2 separate regions of the Mus musculus genome follow, and region 2 is linked to region 1. Evidence: chromatin contacts called from public promoter capture Hi-C data. All regions are on one chromosome and are shown on one strand. Each heading gives the region's core, a stretch centred on a gene start, on an enhancer-like site or on the middle of the called end of the contact. The rest is flanking DNA. Distances are from core to core; before and after follow the strand shown.

What was found. Promoter capture Hi-C pulls out the DNA fragments that hold promoters and counts their contacts.
Region 2: a promoter capture Hi-C map of hippocampal neurons shows a contact between it and region 1, with 11 times the contacts expected there. The contact joins the promoter of Tcerg1l here to the promoter of 6330420H09Rik in region 1. A contact is called at or near these places in 3 of 39 promoter capture datasets (hippocampal neurons, liver and pre-B cells).

What each region holds. Positions count from the first base shown.
Region 1 is chr7:135,851,644-135,856,820 of GRCm38.p6, forward strand. 6330420H09Rik (RIKEN cDNA 6330420H09 gene) reads left to right here and starts at 2,476. Exons shown (of 2, transcript NR_166518.1): 1 at 2,476-2,547; 2 at 3,261-4,333.
Region 2 is chr7:138,394,571-138,399,357 of GRCm38.p6, forward strand. Tcerg1l (transcription elongation regulator 1-like) reads right to left here and starts at 3,160. Exons shown (of 12, transcript NM_183289.3): 1 at 2,751-3,160; 2 at 457-603. The coding sequence starts at 3,083.

The DNA.
Region 1 (5,177 bases), core at 1,226-3,725:
TGTGTGTATGTGTATCTGTATATCAGAGAGAGAGAGAGAGAGAGAGAGAGAGAGAGAGTAAAAAAGAGGGCCAGTAGAGGAAGCCAAACTCTTTATGACAATCCATTCCTATTCAGTCTTGAGAGAACTAACCCTATCTCTGGAGAGGATCATTAATCCATCATGAGGGAAGGCTCCTCAATTCATGAACCCAAATGAGTTTTAAAGACTCCATTGCCTCATGCTCTCACACTGGGGAATTAAGCCTCCATGTGAATTTTGGCAGGGACAAACCATATCCTGACCACAGCACATGGCTTCGTTTATCTAACCCTAACTTCATTTTTTGGGGGGACCCAAGAAGAAGGTAAGATGCAGGAGACAGGGAGTCACTGGGGTCCCAAGGAGGCATCTATAGAAGAGACCTTTTATTTAGGGGCATAGTAGACATTTACTAAAAAGGAGGGTCATACTGACACAAAACTTCTTCCTAAACATGTGTGTGTGTGTGTGTTCAAGAATGAAAGCTCATTTTTACCCAGTACCCATAAGGCTATTCAAACTCACCCTGCAACAAGCATCAGGCTCTCCTGGGTATCAGGTCCTGTGGTCACAGAGATGCCAGAGTGCATTCAAAGACTAGGGAAAGAGAAGGGCAAGTGCTTACTTGCTTGCAGAGACTCACACAGATTTTATCGAGCTGGGTTCTAATCTGTAGGATATGTGTAGCCTTGGTCTCTGTGGTCCCTCTTCCCTGATCCCAATGGGCCTGGCAGCTGTGTACATTCTGAGCTGTACCTGGTTCTCACACAAGCCTGGAATGACACATTCCTCCACACGGGATGGGACACCCACAGAGAAGCCTTTTAAATCCCCTGCTGTGACACAAAAGCAACAAAAGAAAAGAAAAGAAAAGGGAGACCAGCCTTAAAGGTCTCTCCCCCATTCTGCAGGTCCTTAGTGGCTGAGTCTTTGACATTTTCCTACAAGCAAAACTTATGACCACAGTGAAGGTCTCCTCCCTTTCCAGACTCAAGCTTCCATCTGAAGAATTTCTCAGCTCATGCTGGGTTTTCTGGCTGAACTAAGAGCTGCCTGAGACATCGTGGGTTTAGTCACTGCCACCCGTTCTAGCCTCCATGAAGACACCAAGGTCATGGGCCAGGTCTCCTCTGGGCTGGCTGAAGACCACAGGGGACAGAGACGAGCCACATTAATGAATGCCCATTACACACTGCTCAGGGGAGTTTGGGTATCAGAACAGGTTATTAACCAATTTCTGAGCTATGAGACTTCATTTTTGGTGTTAAGACAGAAAATACAAAATATTGCCCAACTGCAACAGGCTTGCACATGCAGTTAAAATGATAACTTCTAAGAGATATAAAGGTTTTGCACACAGAGTTTGTACCTGGGATCCATTTGAGCAAATATAGGTAAGGACATTCTTAAGAGGAAGGTTTGCTCTGCCTTGCCAGTTTCAGCATCTTTTGGAATGGGGCTTTCAAATTGAGTCAGTATAGACCTGGCCTCTGGCCACGCGGGTGGAATTGTGGGAAATAAGATCCCTGGAGAAAGGCCTGTCTGAGTTCATTTCTGGACACTACAACCAAGGTCTTTAGAATAGCAAGGGGGTCTTTCACAGTTAAGGGGAGACTCCCTCTTGCACAGGCCTGGGCCTCCACAAGGGAGCATGGTTACTCTCTCTCATGTGGGGTTTCAAGCAGGAACCATGCCCCACACCTCAAAGGCTGGACCAGCATGTGGACCCTAGGTGTCACAGGCATTGGGAATTCATGATGGCTGTATTTTTGAAGCAAGTTGCATCCGAGAGTCCTATGATCAGCAAACTGTCCTTGCCCCTCCCTCTTCAAGTAGACCCCAGCAGGGACAGCCCCGGGTCCTGCTAGCTTGCACCAAACTATGCCTGCCTCTGTGATCACCACCCGGGCTGCCAGGGCGCCTTTCCATCGGTTAATTAGAAGCCAAGTCGGTGGAGCCCCCCGCCCGCCGCCGCCCGCTCTGCCCGCCAGGGGCGCCCTCCCCGCTGCCCGCCGGCCCTTTGATCGCCCGCGGCCCGAGGCCCGCAGCTCGCAGCCCACACTGTGGCGGGCAGGTGGCGGCAGCGGGGCGCGGCGAGCTCAGGCGCACCGGTCCCCGGGCCGCGGCGCGCTCCCCGCCACGCCACACATCAAGGCCCGGCCGGCCGGCGGGCGCCTTCATTAGCAGCCTGAAATTATAATATTATGTTAAAGAACAAAGCTGCTCCCCAGAAAAATATGTGCTGCATATCTGACAAAGATAAATTGGATTATTCAAAATATTCTTGATGAAATGTTACATTTTGCAACTAATTATCAATCTGTTTTATCTGTAGACCAGCTGGGCATTTTTGTGCATGCAAGACCGGCCTCCGCAATGATCTTAAGATGTCACTGCGGCGTTTACATCTTTTATTTCAAGGTTTAAATAACTGGGAAGTAGCTAATGTAATTCACTGCTGAGAAGAAAGGCAAGCTTCTTGATTCCTTTCCAAAGCCATCTCTTCCTAATGAACTTCTTTGGACTGTGAGTAATGAGGCTTTATTCAAATAATGTTTAAGGAAGGCTCTGTCAGTGTAATCTTGGGGAAAAAAAGGAGGGGGGCAATGTTTAATACATTTAAAACATCTCTATTCATAGCGTATTAGCCCCCACCAGCCCACAACAGCACTTACCGGTGAAGACACTTGCTCTTGCCCGTGGGAGCTTCAACTTGCAGGCAGGTTTGCCCTCTTCTGCTGCACAAAGTGAAGACCACAGCCAGATCTTCTAGTACCGAGGGGCCTGAGAAACAGATGCGGCATTCTACATTTGTCCCTCCACCCCTAATTTTTTTCTATCTGGTTTTATCTTGGGGATTGTGCCGATATAGTTTAATTGAGTTGTGGGCATTCCCCCCGCCCCCCTCTGGTTTGAGACGGCAGTTGATTCTAGGTTGTTCACGTTTTCCTTGGATATTGGTAGCTAGAAAAGGCACTTGGTCTGCTTGTATGGGGACCGCAGTCACTCCCTACCTTCCAGGTAGCAAATGTATTTTGAGTGACCTTGTGTGACTGTGGACTCGCTCTCTCGCACAGATGTACTTTCTGACCCACCTGGCCTTTCAGTTGTAACTCAGAGACTAACGGAATCTTCCTGATTGGTGCTTTAGACTTTGGGTGTTTTTGTTTTTTGTTTTTTTGTTTGTTTGCTTGTTTTTTGTTTTCCGGGTTTTTGTATGTTTTGTTTTGTTTTTTCAGCTTTCTTTTGGCCAAGCTCCACGGAGAAGGCAAGGCTTCCCACTGTATGGATGAGGAACCGGAAGCCAAAGAAAGGGGATGCTGGGCTGTGCTCAGTGATACCCCGAGGATACCCAAGGGGCCTCAAAGGAGACACAGCCGGCACTGACACATGTTCTGAGCGCCCCACTTAGCAAAGGATGAAAGATGGAGTTGTAACCGCTGGGAGAAACATGTGGGGGACCTGTCACTGTGTGGATTTCCCTTCTCAGCTGAAAGGTCTTCAAAGTGCCTGTGAGGAGCATGCCAAGGAAAATCAACAGCCATTCTCCCACCGAAATGACAGAGCAGGCATCCTTCTTGCTCTCCTAATTGATATCATTGTGACTGCTTTTCCATAAAATTATCCCCAGACAGGTTCTCAGAGCTGTCACCAAGCCATTTGAAATTTTGCATGAAGCACGTCTCTGTATGTGTTGCCTCTCTGCATGACTTCTTTCTTTTCCTTCTTTGGGCCTGGCTTTTACAAAATGTCTTTTGTACTCTTCACAGAAGAGAATAACTTCTGACCTCACTGTCTGCCTGGGTCTGATCCCTGGGCATTTCATTTGGCAATCCCAGGGTAACAGTCGAATGATAAGATGTAAAGGTTTTAAGAAATGAGTCTTGGACTTCCCTGAGTCCAGTGAGAAAGGGATTTTTCTTTGTTTTAAAGTACTCTTTCCTCCTCAGATGTTTCTTTGGTGGATTCTTGGATATCTGGAGCTCTGCTGAGCTCCCTCCTTCTTGGTTTCCTGCTCCCAACAAATAATAATTATTATTTTTTCCATACAAAGTGACTTTGGGGTTGTCCTTATCTGATGCTGAAGTTCCAAAATGCCCAGTATGGCACACGCTTGAGATCTCAGCACTTGGGAGGTGAAGCAGGAGTTCAAGGTACTTAGGAAGCTCAGTACCAGCCTGGGTTATTTGAGGCCCTGTCTCAAAACAAAAACAAAAACTGAAACAGTTCCCTCCATAATGAATGCATAGGCGACAAAAGAATACAGTTCTACATGGTGGTATGATCCACAGAATAAAAATATCAGATCCTGTTGCTGTTTCTAATATCATTCCTAATCTAAATATAATTTAAATTTTGGAAGCCACCAAATACCTTTTGTTTTCTTTAGTACTAAAGGGTAGGTGCCGGGGCTGGGGAGATGGCTCAGCAGTTAAGAACATTTGTTGCTTTTGAAAAGGACCTAGGTTCATTTCCCAGAACTCTGAAATCTGACAATCCCTTCTGCACCCCCCCCCCCGTACCTACATACACATGGAACAAGTACATATCCACAGGCACACACACACACACACACACACACAAGAGAAATTAAAATAAATCTTAAAACCAGAAGTGTATATGTGTGTACATGTGCAAATTAATTACCTGTCTGAACAATACGTGGTGTAGAAAAATACTAGAAGTCCTCTGACTCCATTGACAGTGATATCCATATCTTTGTCCACCGGACAGCCACTCTTGTCCTGTGTGCGTAAGGAGCTAGTGCTGTCTTTAGGTCTCAGTGATACTTGGGAAGGTTCTTTAAATGTCAGAACTCAGGGTTTCAGGGTCACAACCTTTTCTGTAAAGACACCGACAAAAGCCAGGCTTAGGGACACAGACAGCGGGCGGCAAGAAGATCAGGATTTCCAGTCCACTGTGAGCTGTAGAGTAAGCTCCAGGAAGACAGTTTGGGCTACATGAGATCCTGTCTTTCAAAAGAAAAAGAAAAAAAAAAAAAAAAGAAAAAAAGAGCAAGTCCCTTGGGTTCTCGGGCTCCACTATTGCTGCTGTCTCAGCTCCAACTACTCAATTCATATGTTGGCAAGAGAAGGCTTCCATCAGCAACATTTGATAAATGAACGTGCCTGTGTTCCTACCAAACTTTATTTATG
Region 2 (4,787 bases), core at 1,910-4,409, 2.5 Mb after region 1:
TGTGTGTAACAAATTAATGTGTTACTCCATCGTTCATAGGCAAGTAAGTAAAGGATACTCAGAAAACTTGAATTCATAACCATCAGGAAGAAGAAGAAAAAAACAAAATGAGAATCATGAGGAAAATGCCTTCCCAAATGTAAAAGTTGTGCTATATAATGTGTAAGAGTGGGGTTTGGTCCATAGTTATACATTTTAAGTTGGAAAAAAATCTGATTCAGAGATTTGGTGCTTTTATCAACAGAACCCAACCCACTCATTCGAGTTATATCAAAATTATCCCTATCTGCTGATGTCTTTGAACAGGTCAGTCTGGTCCTGAAATGAGCCCTCTTTGTACTCAAATAGCCAATCTATTACAATTAGAAAATGCATAATGTTTCTGTTAACATGGTGATACCCAGCAACTTATCAATTAAAAATCCACTTATCCAATTAAATCCCTTGCACTTTTACCTTGTAATTAGGCATCCTCTTATCTATCCAGTTTTTCCCAACAGGAGGTGACAGAGTAGAAGGACAGACATGTGGGAAAAGGGGCACCAACTCCACAGCAGAGGAGGGGGCTAGTCCTATGGATGGAGAATGACCACCAAACAGCCACTAGAATGCAAAAATTTAAAAGAGAGAAAGAAATAAAGAAACATCAGCATGTTTTGTACCAAAAGATGCTGGGATTTTAAAGTATAGAAATTTGATGAGAAAATTGTCTCATTTCTAATCAAGAAATACCATGACCATTTATAAATTGCAAAGAAACTTGTGAAAATCGTATATATGGATCATCATAAAAATATCATTTCAGTCTCTTTGATTATAGGGAAAGAACTTCCAAGATAAGACCATGAGAGACTCAAAGGTACTTCCACAGTCCCTGGTTACACAGATACCTAGGTGAGCTAAGTAGGTCAGGAGGCAAGCCCTAAGGTCAGAAATCCTGGAGAGGGATTGGTGAGGAAAAAGCAGATGATGAGAGAGGAGAGAAAACAAAAGAGGGTGGGGAAGGAACCAGAAAGGTTTCAATGCATTCAGGACCTGTCAAAGGACTAACTTAAAAAAGAAAGGAAGGAAGGAAGGAAGGAAGGAAGGGAGGGAGGGAGGGAGGGAGGGAGGGAGGGAAGGAGGGAGGGAGGGAGGGAGAAGGGGAATGAAAAAAGAAAATGAAAAGATAAGGAGTTTCTGCCTTGGGCTGATGGGAAACCATGATGGGAGGGGCAAAGGCTGACTTTGGGGCCTTTTCTTTTGAATTCTCAGCCTCCAGTCATGGAGAGCACAGAGCTGTATCTCTGGCATCTCCTTCAGTGTGCTACTTTGCATCATTTCATTTGTCATTTTGAAACTATTTTAAGGAGTTAAGATTGTAACTTTTTGAAGGTTCGTTAAAACAGATTCTAGAGAAAAGAAAATTGGTGGAAGATCTCAGTGCAGAAAATAATACAGCCAGCACAGGAAGGGCACACAACCAAGTATGGGTCACCCACTAAACCACCCCAGTAATGCTGAGGTGGGGGAACACTCAGTGGCTACTGTTTCAAAGTCACATTTTTTGTTTGTTTGTTTGTTATATGTAAAAATAGCTTTCTGATTCTCCCTATCCTTATTTGGATAGTGAATAGCAGCAATATTCAAAAGACTAATGCTAAGATTTTTTTTCTGAAATTTTTTTTAAAAAAATTATTTATACAGGGTGTTTTTGGGGGATTTCTTGACATTATGTACCTCTAGTGGTAACACTCTGAAATGGCAACCCTCCTAAACATGGCAAAAGCTAGCAGAGCTTATCCAATAAAGCTGACTACTATGTGTATCACACATCAAGATAGGATGCCCAGTACAGCATGTATCTGCATCGTTAAGTCTAAGGAATAGCTTACGGGGAGTTTCATGACGTCTTGTAAAAAAAAGTCACAAGGTGGTACCGGGCTAAAATAATGAAAAGGTATATTGTGACAAAATGCTCATTTGAATGTGCTAATGGTATCCGTTTCGGCGTGAAATGCAAGCTATTCCTGCATTCAAACTCACTCGCACAGATAGTGAACGAGGAATTTGGCCGAAGCCAGGAGAAAGGTTGCACCACGACACCATCAATCAAAGGTGCAGTCACTTTTCTTTGCTGTTCCAGTCTCTGCATGCCAAACTCTTCTAAAGTAGGATCTGGCTTGAGGGAATTCAGAGGGCAGGAGAGGAATTCCCCACACAAGACGCTTTCATGGCAGGATTTCCAGGCTGCCTTCCGTGGCTGGAATTCTCTTAAGCACTGCCCTGAATCTATGTGAAGGAGTAGGGGGACCAGATCAGAATCAGAAATAGCTATTGATCTGCAGCTTGCTTTCAAGTCTGGTGGAGACTGTAAAAGTATTAACTTCGAGGCGATGGCAGCCACGGTTGTTGGCTGCAGCGCTCTGCTTGGAGGCAGCGACTTCAGGACCGCGTTCTGGACAGCGCCCGGCGCCGGGGAAAGTTGGGTCCAGGCTGTTTGGCTTCAGCCAGGGATGCGGGATCTAGGGCGGTCTAATGAGAGCCAGGGGAAAATATTGGGGAAAAAAAAAAAGACTGCCAAAGCAAAACCGGACGTCGAAGCATGAACTTTCTTGCCAATGTATGAATGCGCGGCTGCGTCCTGATGGTATGGAGAACCCAGGACAACCCAGGAACGGAGAAGAGCCAACCCGAGGGTCAGGGCAGCCCCAGGATAGGAAGGGACCCGCAATACCGAGCCTGGGTGGGATCAGGGCTGGAGCCGTTACCTGTCCGTGGAGCAGGGGATAATGGTGCACGGCGGCGTGGTCTGGCGCAGAGGACAGCGGCAGCAGGGGCAGCAGGGGCTCTCCCGGGGCTGGCCAGCCCGGCAGCCGCGGGAGCAACGGGGCGGAGGCAGGCTGCGCCGAGGCCAACAGCACCGGCGGGGGCGCGACCCCGGCGCCAAGCCGGAGCAGCCCGGCGGTGCCGGGGACCATCCAAACCCAGGGCGGTGGCGGTGGGTCTGCATTCATCGGCCACGGGAGAGGCTGCCGCCACCGGGGCTGCTGGGGCTGCTGTAGCTGCCGCCGCCGCCGCTGGAGCCTGGCGCCCGCCAGCATCCTACACCCCCGCGCGGGCGGCGGCGGGGGCGGCGGGCGCCCGAGGTGCGGGCCGGCGGCGGCGCGGGCTTCGGAGCGAACTCACTTGGTTGCGCGACGCGGCCGCTCGCTCCGCCCCTGGCCCGCTCTGGAGCCCCTCCTCCTGCCCGCGCCAGCCCCGGGCCTGGCGGGGCCCCAGTCCCCGCCCACAGATCCGGACCCCCGAGGCGGGGACACAGCGCGGCACGATGGGGTGCTCCCAACCCAGCCGGCTGATTTTTTTTCTACTGTGATCCCTAGCCCACTCCGTTGTCGCTACTGGTGGCCAATTGCTCTAGCTGACGGTGCGCACGGAGGGTCCAGGGGCTCCAGACCCCGCTTGCGATCCTAATGGCAAGCTGAAGCCGAGGTGGCTGCGCTGGAACCGGGCAGGTCCCGCCACTCGCGGAGCTGGCGGCCCCGGCGTGATCTACCTGATTTAAAGTGAGTCTAGGGCCCAGGGCCCAGAGGGAATACTAGACTGCAGACGTTGACGCCAGCTGAGTCCCGGACCCTTCTAGGCATGGGTCGATTTCTCTCTTGGATAAATATGCAAAATATTTTCCCAAGTCTCTAGAGGTTCACTGTGCCAGGAAACCCGAATTTTTAGTACTGGGTCTAAAGTCCTTTCTGGCTATCTGCTGGCTTCAGCGCCCTCCTTTGCCTCTGCTTTAACCCACAGACTCCCAACCTCTACCCTCTCTCTGATGCAAGGCACAACACAAGTGACTTCTTCTAGAGGGCTTGGCCTCGGTGAACTTGTTTTTAATCCCTCCGGGCACAGGACTGAGTTCCTTCATGCCTCGCCATAAGCTGCTGTGCCGCAAGAAGTGTCTGGGTCAAAGAATCTCTTGCTCCACTCGTTCCACGCGGAGCTTCCTTTCTCTAAGCCGGCGGAGCCAGGCTTCGCTCTGATCACAAGCAGTTTCCGCCAGGCGGCGCTGGTCCCAGCCCCTGTGCTGACCTAGCTTGCGCAGAACACTGGGTAGACTGGTCCAATGCCAGGTCTTCTCCATCAGATCCTCTGACATCAACTGGTAACGGCTTCCAGCCCCAGTCCAGTCCTAGACAGTTTGTGCCGGCGGCAGGGCACAGACTGTCACGTGCTAAAGAACCTGAAACCCTAGGCATCCAACTTCTGGTACCAAGCAGGAGCTTGCCAATGAAGCCTGCCTGACGGCGGGAAAGTGCAGTCCGCACAGCTACATCCAAAGACACACCTAGGTCAGGCACATACTCACCACCCTTCACCCCGTTCGCAGCCCCTCCTGGTAGAAATAGAAGCACCCACTTGGCTCCAATCAGTTTCTAGGTAGGGTTGCTTCCTCGTTTTCCTGGTTTGCCTACCTTTCTAACTTCCTCCTGACCTGTCACAATTTCTTTTTGTCTCAACATATGCTGATTTACATAGCTGGCACATCGCTACTTCTCTCCACCCAAACCACTTACAATTTGTGAGGTTTTCCCTTTCTTGGATGCCAAAGTACTGACAAGATTATTTCCCATGTAAAGCCCCAAAGCTTCGCAGATTGGAGCAGTGGTATCATCCACTGGAGGCTGCACTTCTGTATGTACACAGGTGATGTTATGTGGCCATCTTGCTCTCTAGGCTCCCACTCAAACTGGGATGTTGTGCCAGTTGCTAGGTAGACTAATTCCCCCCATCCCCCCTCGAGAGCTTGCGCG